2 separate regions of the Mus musculus genome follow, and region 1 is linked to region 2. The links are chromatin contacts, called in public HiCAR-type maps. All regions are on one chromosome and are shown on one strand. The core of a region is the stretch at or near the end of the contact, and the rest is flanking DNA. Distances in the headings are between cores, read along the strand shown.

Region 1 (6,886 bases), core at 1,502-4,001, 2.1 Mb before region 2:
TAGATCATTTAGTTTCCAAATAAAAGACACAAAACTTTTATAGTTATAATAAGTCTTAAGGCACTAGAGTTGGGCAGATATCAACGCTTTATGCTATTTTCTATTTCCCTATCATTAACCCTGAGATATCACTTGCCGTGTTCTGCCTGGGCCACTCCTACTCCATCAGGTCGGCCCTTCTGGCCATGAGCTCACAGTAACCCATGGCAACTTCTTCCTTTATTCCCTCTCTACCTCATAGTCTCTCCTCTGACCCCAAACCCTGGGAACCTTCACTCCGGACCCTATCTTCTGCACAGCCCAGACTGTAGGCATCTTTATTAACCAATCAGTGACAACTTGGTGGGGGGTGGAGCACGGTATACACAACAAAAGTTGGCATGGGTGAGGATCTGCTCATCTTGGAGCAACCAGATCTTGGGGTACAGAATTTAGCATTTGAATACAAGCAGCACCAGACCAAGCTCCTAAAAGTATGTGTGTGCCTTTGAACACATCAGTTCACAGATGTTGGAGGCACTGGATCTGCCTGGAGCTGGAGTGATGAAGAGTTATGAGTCACCCAACATGGGTGCTAGGGACTGAACTCTGGCCTTCTGCAAGAGCATTGTACACTCTAAACCTCTGAGCTCGCTCTCCCTCTAGCCTCAACAATAGCTTTCTGCATCATGAATCTTGCATGCCAGGTAGTGGCAACTAATTGCTGAGCATCTTTCCATCTGAACTAAGGATCAGATGCTTCTACTCTGTTGCTGACTTCAGATCTAGTCATCTTCGTGGATGAACAGTAGCATGCCACTGGGTAGAGAGCCCAGCCCTGTGTTTAAAAGCCTGTCACATCCCTAGCATTATTAGTATCTGCCGGAGTAATATCCAATCGAGAAACGAGACAGTGGAAAGTCAGATTGGTGAAGGTGAGAAAATGTTAGACACTAGAAGTTCCTAGATGTAGGACAGAGTGGTCGTGAGAATCAGACGCACACTTAAAGTATCAAAGTTCAAATCTCTGTCACTCATAATCCGAGATTAATTTATAATTGTGAGTAGTCTAATATCAGGGCTGATTAATGAAGAGTATAGTTAAGTAGTTCAGAGCGTCTCTCACTAGTATCCCAAACCAATTCTTTTTGCCTTTAAAAATACCAGCCAATACTCTTATCTTAGCAGACTGCTCCTCCTGGCCTCTGATCCAGGTTCATTTAACAGTCATTTGTGGGGTCAGCCACCTGGAGTGACACGCATAAGAAGCCATTTCAGCTACTACAGAGCTAGCATATGCTACTCCGTTCATTGTAAGACAGTCCAGACTGAGGAAGGCTGGGAAGCCCTGCATTAACATTTGTAAAAGATGTTGAGGTTTAGAACCACTAGTAATACATACACTCACAGGATATAGATCCTGAAAACTAAAAAGCATTCTTATTAATTTTGTGGGCCTGGGGCTGTCTGGCATGTAGCCTGACTCTAATCTGATGTGCCTGAGGTGACCAGGACACACAGGCCGCTGTGTGAGCATGCAGGTGACTCGTCTGTGTTTCCAGATTTTTCTCTGTTATTCTCCTTTCCTGTTACTTCCTTTTGGCCGGAGGATAAGCTGGCAGTCTGGCACTGCCGCTTCCCACGTGTCTCCTTCCTGCCAGTTTACTGGGGAGTGTTTAGGAGAAAATCTGCCAAAAGCGTTCTTTTTCCCTCCCAGATTAAATACATTACATCTGCTTAACATATGCAGTCACTGCTGGGCCAGGGAATCACACAGTATTCATTTGGGGGAAGGCACTAAGTCCTGGCTCTTCTGGGCTACATCCTTGGATTAAAATACTGGCTAGAGCTACCATTTACAGCCAAGTTATCTCGAGAAAGTCACTTAATTTTTCTGTTTTCTTCTCTAAAAATTGAAGGCAATACTTAACCTTGCATGGTTTTGATAGATATTGAGTGATCTTAGAGCTGGCAAGAAGGAGCAATAAAGGGAATCAGGGACTCAAGAATAGCACAGGTGTTATTCAAGAACAGGCCTGTAGAGGGGCTATAAATATAAAGCAAGACCCATAGCCAGGGACCCACTACAAGGGTGGGCTAGTGGCAGGGTTAAAAGGAGACTGAAATGCTTCCATGTTCAACTTGTGGTCAGCCATTGTGAGGGAGGTGTCTTAAAAACTGGGTGACTGGTACGTCTCTGGTTGCTAGCTATTTCTAGGGTTAGGGGTCAGAGAGTGCAAGAATCTAGACAAATTATTTTACTGCATAAATTGTTACTGTTTAATCCAAATGGTACAGCTTTCCAAAATGACACGGTTCTAGTTAACATTTCTGACTTGTTTGCACTAGCTAGGCAAAACAAAAACCAAACAAACAAAAAGCAATAGAGGCATAGCTGTTGCTCTTGTAACTTGTTCCTAGACAAGGGCCTCAGTAAGCAGGGGCTTTTGGAGCAGTCTTAGGCATCAGAAAATGTGAACTATGCTTGCTGTTGGAATGGCTTTTTGGTGGTGCCCTTGATAAAGGAGTTCAGTTTCTTGAATACAAAATAGCCTAAAAAAAAAAAAAAAAAAAAAAAAAACCAAGATGGCAGGGCCCGAAGACTACCGCAAATAGGAGCGAGCCAGCCCTGGCAGTCAGCATCCCAGGCTGGGTACCGCCCCCTAGAGTTGGAATGTCAGCAAAGTTCATTTGCTCAGGCTCAAAGGTTTTTTGGCTGCATCTCAGACTGACGGCTCCAGAGTGGTTTATACAGAAGTAGCATTCTTCCTGGAAGAAGAGAGGTTCCTCCTTTCTTGGCAAAAAATGAGGCCCAGAACATTGCCCTTTTACAGAACACTTGCAAATAAGGCCATTTGATTTAAGAAGATGGTCATTATTTTTGTGATATCACTCCTGAAGAGATGAGAACAAATGTCAACTCACCCTAGATAGGAAACTAATGACAGATCAAAGCACGGATAACACCAAAGTCAAACTTGGTGAGCCAATGAGTTTTACTGAGATTATTTACAGGGATATGGGCGAGGGATTAGTTACAGGAACAGAAATGACTCAAACAGCTGTGTTACCTCAACATGATGGATCGGGTTCTGTCATAGTGCCCCAGTTAGTATGCGACTCTTCCAGTTTGTCTGGTTTTTCTTTGTTTAGGCAATTTGGCTGCTCTCTCTGCTCCTTCCAGGATGCCTGAAGGGTCTCTTTCTTCCAGGCTGCTGGGGCTGAGTCTCTTCGAAGCAGCTTTTCTGACGATCTTCTTTGTAGCTTAGCTTGAAGAGAGACTCCCAGTAGTCTCTGCTGTTTCTATACTTTTGGGGAAGGAGAGGAGTACTGAATGGGGTCAGTTAAAGGGACTTCCTAAAGCCATTTAGAGTTGTTTCCTTCCTGTTTGAAGGAGCTGCCCTGCAGATGGAGAACTTCACCTCTTCTTAGAACAGCCCATTGTTTCCCCTCTATGTAAGCATCATTTCCTAAAATATCCTGTTGTTTCACCTCCCTTTCATATCCTATGTCTGAAGATATTTCCTTCCAAGATGGAAGGTTTTTGTTTTTTTTTTGTTTTGTTTTGTTTTGTTTTTTTGTTTTTTTGTTTTTGGTTTTTCGAGACAGGGTTTTTCTGTACAGCCCTGGCTGTCCTGGAACTCACTTTGTAGACCAGGCTGGCCTCGAACTCAGAAATCCGCCTGCCTCCAAGATGGAAGGTTTTAACCGTAGAGGAAACTGCTACACAACAGGTGGCTCTTCCTCTAGGGTAGTGGCCCTTAACTTTTGAAGTGATGCAAGCCTTAATACATCTCTTCATGTTAGGGTGACCTCCAAGCACAAAATTACTTTGTTGCTACCTCATAACTGTAAGTTTGTCATTGTTATGAACTGCAGTGTAAATATCTGATATGCAGAATATCTGATAGGTGACTCCCGCCCCCAAAGGGTTGAGACCCACAGGATCAGAACCATTAGTGTGGGTATCTTCAAGCTTTAAAAAGCTGTTGATAATAGAGACCTGAGTGATTGATGTGGGAGGGCCCAGTCCATTCTGGGCAGTGCCACTCCTGAACTAGGGAGCAAGAGAAAGCAGGCCGAACAAGCCATAGGGAGCAAGCAAGCCAGTAAGTTGTACTGTCCCATGACTTCTGCCTTAGTTCATGGTTTCAGGTTCCTAGCCTGGCTTCCCAGTGATGGAGAGTGACTGACCTAAGAGTTGTAAGCTGAAATAAGCCCTTTACTCCCTAGATTACTTTTGGTCATGGTGTTTTACCACAGCAATGGAAACCCTAAGACAGAGATTGCTACCAGGTGCAGGGGCTATTGCTGTGCCAGAACTGACCACCCGTTTTCAGGAGAAATGTGGTATTTGAGATTTTTGATTAGAGGTCTGTTGTGGGAGCTAAGAGGATAGACCTGAGTACAGAGCAGATGGTGGCGCTTAGGAAGTTTGAGAGTCCCTTAAAGACTCCCTCAAGTCATTGGATATTTTCAATTAAGGATTTCTGGTTCTAGCCAGTTGGGGGTGAAGATTAAAAAATAAGAACACAGCCAGTAATGTAGACCCTGGTTAGCTGGAACTGAGACAGTTTGTGGAGATTAAGAGGAGACTAGTATCATCAAAGTGAAATCTGGGAGGCGTTTCCTCGGAGTCAGCAAACAGACGCTGCGGTCTTGGGTAGAGTGTATGTGTGTGTCAGGGGTAGAGAGGACAACAAGACTGTACCTCCTACTGGCAGCTGAACTTGGTAATGTGTAAGATTCTCAGGTTGTACTGGTTCTGAAGGCATAAGGTGTCACTGAGAGTAGCTGAAGCTTGACTGTGAGAGGCTAGGAGAGGACATTGGTGATGGTGCACTCTCAGTTGCCCTGGAAGTTCCAGGACTGGAGGGGTCATGGAGAGAATTTGAGGCCTTAGCTCCATGGGGCAGAGTAAGAGTCCCTTAAGAGAGCCCAAAAGAGGCTATTGGTAAAGGCACAGCCAAGTGGCAGTGGAGACCCTAGCATTTTGGAAATGAGTTCTAAGGACAGCAGCAACTGTACGGTGCAGCCAGCCTGAGCCTACAGCAGCTACGTGTGCTGCAGATACCAGAGCTAGAGATACAGAACCCTTTGAAACCTAGATCTTCAATCACGGACGTCAGGCATTAGGCTGTTTACACTGTTGGGCTTTGGTTTTGCTATGATTTGAGTGTGACTATGCCTGGTGTCTTCCCTTTAGAGTAAGAAAGTGTTTAACTTGTTTTTATTTTATAGGAACCCACAGAGGCTTTGGATATTTTAGAGGCTTTCAGTGGTGAGATTTGGGGTTGGTTTTATAAAGAGACTGAACTTTGAAAGGGCTTGAATTTCTAAAGACTGTGGGACTCTAAAAGTTTGGAATGTGTTTTATATTGAGGTATTAGTATTAGTATGAGATCTTATGAATGAAAATGGCAGGAAGTATAATTGCCTGCTGATGTGTTTGTATGTGACAAGGGGTCAGCTGTACTGGGTTTTTGTTTGTTTGGGGCTTCTTTTCTGGACATGATGCAAGCTAAAGTTACCTTACAAGGGGAACGTCAATTGAGAAAATATCTCCCTAAGATTGGTCTGCAGGCAGGCCTAGCGAGGATGCTGTCATGATTCCTTTTGGTCGTAGTTTGTCACAGCATCAGAGAAGTAACAAATACACCCAGTAAGAAAGTACTACTGCCTAAGGGCCCCCCTCCATGCATATGTATTTTTTGAGTAGTCCTTCCTCTCTTCTGGTGTAGGTATTGGATGTGAGCAGAGAAGGCAAAGAGGAAGTGTTCTACGGACCTACACTGCCCTTTGCTTCCAACGGCATAGCGGCGTGCTTCCTTCCGGCTCCGTATTTCACATGCCCCAACCTGCAGACTCTGCAAGTGCCTCACCACAGGATCGGCACTGTCTGATAAGCCAGCATCCACAGGAGACCGAATGAGACCTTGACATCTGGACACAGGGCATGGACATCCTCAGTGCTTCCCTATCGTGTCTTACAGGTCTAAAATTGTGCTAAATACTAGCAAAAAAAAAAAAAAAGAATAATTTTCTAAAACATATTATCGAGAATTTTGTCACTTCTTTCAGTGTGTGTTAAAACATACAATATGTGTGATTTTTATTGTGGTGCACCTTAGTGCCATCCTACGGCACGTGATAGTTTTGTGGCTCTTTAAAACATTCTTTGTACCCCTGTCCTAGTTAGTGCTGTCTGGGATCATGTGACACTGTCAGTAAGGAACCTTACACAGCAGGCATCAGTTTCCTCATAATCTTCGGTACTTAGGCCTTTTCGTTACTCAAGCATCAGCGTGTCTTTTCAAGCTTACCATTCTGCAGCATTCCTCAGCAGAAGTTCAGCGGGATGACATCAGATACACTTTAAGTGCCACATTTCATTCAAGGTGATCGGAGTAAAGGACTTGGATAAGTTAGATTTCCAACCTTGGTTACTCTGACCTTGTTTCAGAACTTTATAGGGCTAGGCTTCTCACCCTTGGTGATAATTGCTCATTTCCACATTTACTAAAAAGAATGCCATGAGGATTTGGCAAATGCTCAGAACTTTGCCTAAGGTTAAAAAAAAATGTTACTTACATTCTAAAATGTGTTGCTATCTTTAGAGTCCTGTAACCAAACCATTTTATTTCCAAGTTTATAAATTTCGAGGAGTGTTGAGACGGTCCTGTGGGAGTCTGAGAGCATTGGGAAGGCGCTACACCTATCCTGAGCAGGAATGCCAGAGATCCCGAAACTTGGACAAATTCTTGCCTCAAAGAATTCTCTTTAAATGTCTCATCTACAGATTAAAAACATTACCTGTACTAACCATGGCACCACGGAAGGCGTTGACATAAGTCTGAACCGAGAGCCTGCAGCCAGCAGTTCTAATAGACGTTTTCCAAGTTGATAA
Region 2 (6,564 bases), core at 3,742-6,241:
TAATATCTGTCTTTTGAAATGCAGAAATAGTTTAAATGTTTCTTTGTCTATTTTTCTTTTTCTTTTTTTTAAATGCTACCCAGGGAAATATTTTCATATCGTTTTACGTGGCCTGCCTCAATGTATATTTATTTCTTTGGAGCAAAAAGGTTCTGAAAACTGGTTTTCTGTAGCTTTAAATGAGTAGGTAGCAAGATCTATATGGGATGTCATTTTTTTGTTCAGTTTCTTTTTAAAAAATGCTTTGTTTTGATACATTTGGTTGTGCTTGTGGGGAAAATAAAAGCGCAGAGATCCTTATATATTTATGTTAAAGTAATATTTTATTATTACATAAAACAGAAATGCACAATACCTTCATAGTTTGTTCTAATTATTGAAATATCTTTATTTTATTTTTAAAGATAGTGCCAAGTTCTAAGAATCGAGGAAGCCCTACCTAGACCTGACTGAGCTGAGTTGTGTATAAAATAGTTCCCTTCCTTTATACGTCATAAAGTTTTGGAATAAATTTTATGCATATATTGCCAGCTTTCATGTTTATAACTTCCAGAGGCATTTCCTTGTTTTTTTGTTTTTTTTTGTTTTTGTTTGTTTGTTTGTTTTAATGAAGACTGTTCAGACTTTTCTTTGCAGAAACTATCATGGGGCCCAAATATTTTCTTCACCACCCTGTAGAATTAAATCAAAGGAGTCATTGGGTTTCAGCTTCAATTTGTTTGCCATTTCCTGAACAAACGAATAAACATACTTGCCTTGTAAATAAATACATGCCCAGGTCCCTATGCCTTTTCCCCAGGTTAGCCGCACCTTTGCCAATGGGTTGTTGAGGAAAACATCAGTGGAACTAGATGGACCTTAGCCTCTGCCACAGGTTCTTAGATAACCTGGGACCTTCAGAAAAGTGAGACTTAGAAAGGAATTATTATGCATAATTAACAAATATCTTTCAGCAACAAAAATCTTGACAAAATATGCCATATACCATATTACCAACTGATTAAAAGTAGATTCTACACATTATTCCTGTTAGGTTTACAGGGAAAAATACTTTTTACAAAGGTTTTTACAACAGTGTATCTCTCTCATCAGGCAAACAAACAACAAGCTCTACAATAAAAGAGGAGGGAAAGAATGTATTGGAGAGATTCAAGCCATGGTGGGAATGGTTTGTTTCAGAAGGTTTTAGATAGAGCTCTGCACCTAAAACAACAAACAAACAAACAAAAAGATAGTGTTTAATGATAGTGAAGTGTCCAATCAGTGTTGGATTAGTTTATATATTTGTTGGTGTATTTAAAGTCCTTCTTGGAACACTGACGTAAAATATAAATGTTCATTTAGGAAAGTAGTTTCTGGGCTTATTACATCTGATCATCTTTTCTAATTCCTAGTCAATATTACATGGGCCCCAAACAGATTCTACCAAATGATCTTATCAATAGTCTGAACAAGAAGTGACAGAAAGAAGAAGTGTTTTGTGACCACAGACATGCTGATGGGTAAAATGTTTAAGCTAGGTATAGATTTGAGTTCTGGGTCAATATCCCTCCTCTGAAGGAGGAAAGCGAGCTGCATCCGCCCTCTGCAGGGCGTTTGGACAGACCTTGAGAAGGCATTTTTGTTCTTAGCCACAGGCGCTATGAACAGACCTGGAAACATCATATATTAAACAGACACACTATGTTCCCGACTCATGCTGGCCATTCAGGTCCTAAAGCTGCTCTGGTAACTTCCGTGCTAAGTCTTAGAATGTATTCCCACTACTTAAAAAAAAAAAAAAAAAAAAAAAAAAAAAGACTACAGAGCCACTAATACAAGTCTGTGGGGCAGTTGTAAGATACAGACAAGCCATCTCTATCCTAAAGAAAAAATGCAGTGTTTGTGTTTGCTGAAAACATGCCATATTTTAGATTTATGATATATCTATATATATATACTGGGGAAGAAATTATCATATATGAAAAAGTATGTGAAGGTCATAAGAATGGAATGGCCAAAAATAATATTATGCTTGGTGTTTTTTTTTTAAATACATTCTCAGTTCCCCTGAAGAAATGTTCTTTATGTTTCAGATAGTAGTAGTAAAACTGCCCTCCTCATCCTCTCACCTCCTGCTCCTATAGAGGAGGTCACACACTGTCAGAATTTTCTGGTGAAATGGTTTTGATGGAGACACTCATCTCTCTATCTTATTCCTTCAAAAGTAACCAATAAAACAATACAACAGCAAAGGTGGGTGGCTCTTGCATGTGTTGCTCCCAGCCATGCGTCTCCACTGGCCCTTTAGTTTCCTTATGGAAGCTTGGATGAAATTATCATCTTATTACGCCTCTCTTTGATTTGTCTTTGTTGATTTTTCAATCAATTCATGGAACTGTGCTCTGGATTCTATTAAATTCCTATACAAATTTTAAAATAGGACAGAGAATGGAGTTTGTACGTGGGGGGGGGGGTGGGGGTGGAAAGGAAGGTTGGTTCAGTGAGAATGTCTTTGGTTCTCCTTGTATATTTCAGTGGTAAAGCAAAGGAGTATTTATTTCAAACAAAAGGGGGACCTGCATCAGGAAATACTGAGACTCTTGACAATGTGTCTATTCAGTTGGGGTGTAGATAAATATTTTCTCTTTGGAGAAAGTTTACTTTTTAAAATGGTACAATGATACATAGTTTCTGAAGCCAAAGGTAGCAACAGAGCACTGAGGCCTCTTATGGTTGTTTCCACAACTTGATTCTGGATAGGAAAAACCAAAACAAACAATAAACCAAAAACAACAACAAAAAGAAAACAAAAAAAAGTGGCAGGGGTCTCACAAATTCATGCAATGAATCGGGCCACATTCCCAGAACTTGGGCCAATGTCTTTTCAGTGTCCATTTATATAGAGACAACTACTAGAGTAAAGGAAATAAATGGCTTTCAGCTGCTTCAAGGCTTTGCTTGGGTGTGGAGATAAATAACCAGAATGTTTTCACATTGTTCTAGCATTTTGGGGGAGGAGGGAAACCTACCATTTATCCCCCTCTTTTAAAAAGTTAATCAACTTTACTACTAGTACCTTTCCTCGACCTTAATCACACTGCTGCTTGGCTTAGCTGTTAGAGGTTATTAGAAACAATATCATCCCATCAAAACAGTCTAGTCTCTTATTGTTCCTAGGAATCTGATGTTGGTAACATTAAGATGTATTTCTTTTTTCTAAAAACAACAACAAATGTCTGCTATGTTATTTAATACACCAGTAAAAGTGCATCTATACCTTAAAGTCCATTCTTCTTTTTGAGTTTTTATAGCTCTTTGTCTGGAATGGGGAGGGGCAGGGGAGCTTCCATAAGCGGTTTGTGCCTAAAGAGCTCAGGCTCTAGAAGGGTCTATAGTTGGCCACATATGTCTCTCCCCTGCTTAAGAATTGGGAGTTGTCCTGGGCAGGTGGGTAGGGAGTAAAGGTTCCTACAAAAGATAAATAAATAAAAAGAGATCTCAAGGATTTCGGAAAGACCAGGAGTGTTAGGGCCCTTTCTGAGAAAGCTGGAGGGGAATTTGATTGTTAGGAATTAACTCTCTCTGTGCCACATGCATGCATAAGCAACTTCACTGGGAAGTGAATTGAAACTTGAGATCTTAAAAATCAGGGTCATATGTTTCCCCTCCCCACCAGTGTTTCTTCTGCTTTAGTTGTTGAAAAAGGAAAGGGAAAATTTTTTTTAAGGCTCCATTGACCGAAATACAGGGCCATAGAGTTTGGCAGCACAGTGGGAAAGAGAAAGTTACACAAATTAACCATTGTAAACCTCCAGCTTTGAGGCTCAAACAAATCCATAGGAAGTGTAGAAGCTCCTCCCTCCCCCTGATAAGAAGAAATCTCATTCTGTCAGAGAAATTTTATGTGACCTTTTATGTTCCACAGCATATGATTCTGGAGAGAATTATTTGACATTAATAACTTTTGCTGATGTTGTTTCCCCTAACAAATATTCCTTCGAAGTTCTTACAGTTTTCCTGAGCCTGTCAGGCATCAGGCATCTACTGTGGCTCAAAGGCGGCCTTTGCTGCCTCCCAAGTTAGGAGACCCTGGCAGCTGGCCTTGAGCACGGAAGGAAAAGATGCGAGGGAAGCCGGCCATTCCCTGCACTCCCAAGCCTTGCTGCTGCGGCAAATCTTGAATTTTTCTAATCTCCAAGGGCAGTGAAGCCCTGACCTCCGTGGACAGGGCAGTCGTCGAGATGGACCCCAAGTCTCTCTTCTCAAGGGAGGTCTATAGGGCTGGGCGCCGTCTGGGACGAATGACAGATCAGCCTGCCAGGGCCCGAGGCTAGGGGTGCTGCTTTGAGTACTGATGTATGGGGGCGTATGGCTGTCGCGGGTGGGCAGGGAAATGCAGGCGTCAGAAAACACAGGCACTCTCCACTGGCAGCTTATGGCAGAGCCAGAGGTGCCTGGGTTACAGAGGTCACTGGACATTTAGAGCGAAAAGTGAATCCCCCAACTCTCTGTCCGCCATCCTTGCGTCTTAGACGCGACAAAATCCCAGGGCATCTGCTCGGGAGAAGCAAATGTGAGAGATGGTGGCCCAGAGTAAAATAAGTTGATCTCAACGTCAGACAACGTGCAGACTGGACAAACGGCTCCCTGGGAAGTCATTTGGCCGATTCCTAGCTTTGTGGGGGTTGTACATTGAAGGGGGAACCACCGAAAGTTGGAAAACAAAGTTCTAAACGTGTGCTGCTCCTCCTCTTACTGAACAAACTTTTGATAGTTTCTGGCCTCAGCGGTCAGCCTCCAGTGGAGAGGAACCTTGTCTTCTAAGCGCTAAAGCAAGGAAGAAAAGGGTTCTCCCAAAACCCGGCACTCACTTGTGAGCCTAAAGTCCGAAGTCAGTTCCTAGGAAACCTGTATGGGGGGCGGGGAGAACCCTGGGTACCCTGTGCGAACGAGTCAGAGGGGAGCCTCCAGCAGCTCTCCAAGACTGGAGGCCTGACTTCAGTCTCCTGAGCCGGCCCATTCACTCTTAGGCTGGGTGGATGCTTCCAATCCATCGCCTTTCCCAACCTCCAGAGAGCCTTTACACGTGAGAAGAAACTCTCAAAAGCCTCACAGAAGGGAGTTGGGGGTTCTTTCACCTCTGGGAGGGGAGGCCGCTTGGGACGCGCGGGCATTGGGGGTGGGTGGGGGCGGGGCGGGCTGGAGTACTAAGGGTACCTAAAGCTGCGGGACTTTAGTGGGGGGGACTGCCTGACTGTAGTGGGAAGGCGACCAACCACACTTGCAGGGACTCCCGCGGAGCGCTGGTCTGTGCCGGAGCAGGGCACGGCTCTGCCCCGAGTTCAGGAGCATCCTGGAGATCCAGCCGTGTCTGCCTGTGGTCACTCCCCAGGCCCTGCGGCTATCCGGGGCAGGGTGGTACACAAACAGGGATGCTTCTATTTACTCGCCTCTGCCTGTGGATTTCTAAGACATTCAGCAGGCACAATCATTAAACTAATTTGTATTTGATTGTTTGGGCGGACGGAGGGTAGTTTTATTGCGCTAAGCATTCAAGCAGGCACGCATCGCTGATTACCAGTATACATTAAATAAAGTTGTTTGTACACATTGTCTTACCACATATAGGCAGAGGCTTATTATTCTAATTACTCTAATTAGTGCATTGAAATGTTTTCTACTTGATTTGAGGAGACAGTGATTACTTCTATTACTTCTTTTAGCTCGTATTTTATGGAAAACTATTGATGCATGCTCAAATTACTTTATTTGCCCCTCGAATATAAGGCTGACCCAAACCCAGTGAACTGCACCGCCCTTATGGGGCCCCAACTTTGATGTGGGCCTCGGCTTGGAAGAGGCAGCTCTCCTATTTGTTGGTTTCCTCCTTCAAGCTCAGTGTTCTCCCAAGGCCAGGCCCAGTCCCCTATCCCAGATGCGCACCCGGGTCTCGGACCCACGGACCGAGTAGGGCATGCGGATCCTAAACCTTCTTGGATGCAGCGACTCTGACCTGCTGGCCTTCCAGTTTCTTAGGCGCGATTTACTTTTAAAAGACTCCCTTAAGCATATTTCCCGTGCATCTACTTCCGAAGCTTTAACGTGACTATTAAATTGATAAGATCAGCTCATCAAACATACTATTTCGATAGGGTGTTGTAATTAAAACCTTAATCCTGTTTGAGACTCTTTTTTTCCCTTTAAATTCCTTTTTCTTAGGGAAGGGGTACAAAGTTCACTATAAAAAAGTATTATAACAGGGAGATTAATTCGTTATCTAAATAACAATCTTTGCTATTGATCCAATGCACTTTTCGCCACCTTTTGTGTTAGTTCCGTAAGCCCTTAAAAAGGAGAATCTGACAAAGCAAAAGATTTGGACCGAACTCGCAAGGCTACGATCTTCTTGGGAGAGCTAGGAGTCTGAGGCTCTCTCCTCTCACCACAGCGGGGGAAGCAGCCCAAGAGTGTCCCTGCTGCCCTGAATGTGCCAATGGGGCAAAGAAGTGCTGATGCCCGCGGCCGGCTCCTCAAAGTCCTCTCCCCTGGCAGAAGGAGGTCTGCTCAGTCTCTGGGTAAATA

The links. HiCAR-type assays count read pairs that join an accessible place to other places.
Region 1: a HiCAR-type map of astrocytes shows a contact between it and region 2, with 12 times the contacts expected there. The contact joins two enhancer-like sites. A contact is called at or near these places in 4 of 39 promoter capture datasets (embryonic stem cells, liver, pre-B cells and 1 more), 3 of 115 datasets of contacts at active chromatin or transcription factors (astrocytes, embryonic forebrain and embryonic hindbrain) and 1 of 9 other capture datasets (embryonic stem cells).

The regions. Positions count from the first base shown.
Region 1 is chr4:24,616,381-24,623,266 of GRCm38.p6, reverse strand. It overlaps Klhl32 (kelch-like 32), which reads left to right. Exons shown (of 11, transcript NM_001163020.2): 11 at 5,721-6,886. The coding sequence ends at 5,882. Among named protein-coding and RNA genes, the nearest start is that of Gm31436, 49 kb to the left of the region's middle. Within about 2 kb of position 2,751, at least 33 of the 459 cell types and tissues checked have an H3K27ac peak or open chromatin away from gene starts, as enhancers often do. A contact at or near this core is called in astrocytes, where this site is marked.
Region 2 is chr4:22,477,983-22,484,546 of GRCm38.p6, reverse strand. It overlaps Pou3f2 (POU domain, class 3, transcription factor 2), which reads left to right. Exons shown (of 1, transcript NM_008899.2): 1 at 1-2,452. Among named protein-coding and RNA genes, the nearest start is that of Pou3f2, 7.1 kb to the left of the region's middle. Within about 2 kb of position 4,991, at least 34 of the 459 cell types and tissues checked have an H3K27ac peak or open chromatin away from gene starts, as enhancers often do. A contact at or near this core is called in astrocytes, where this site is marked.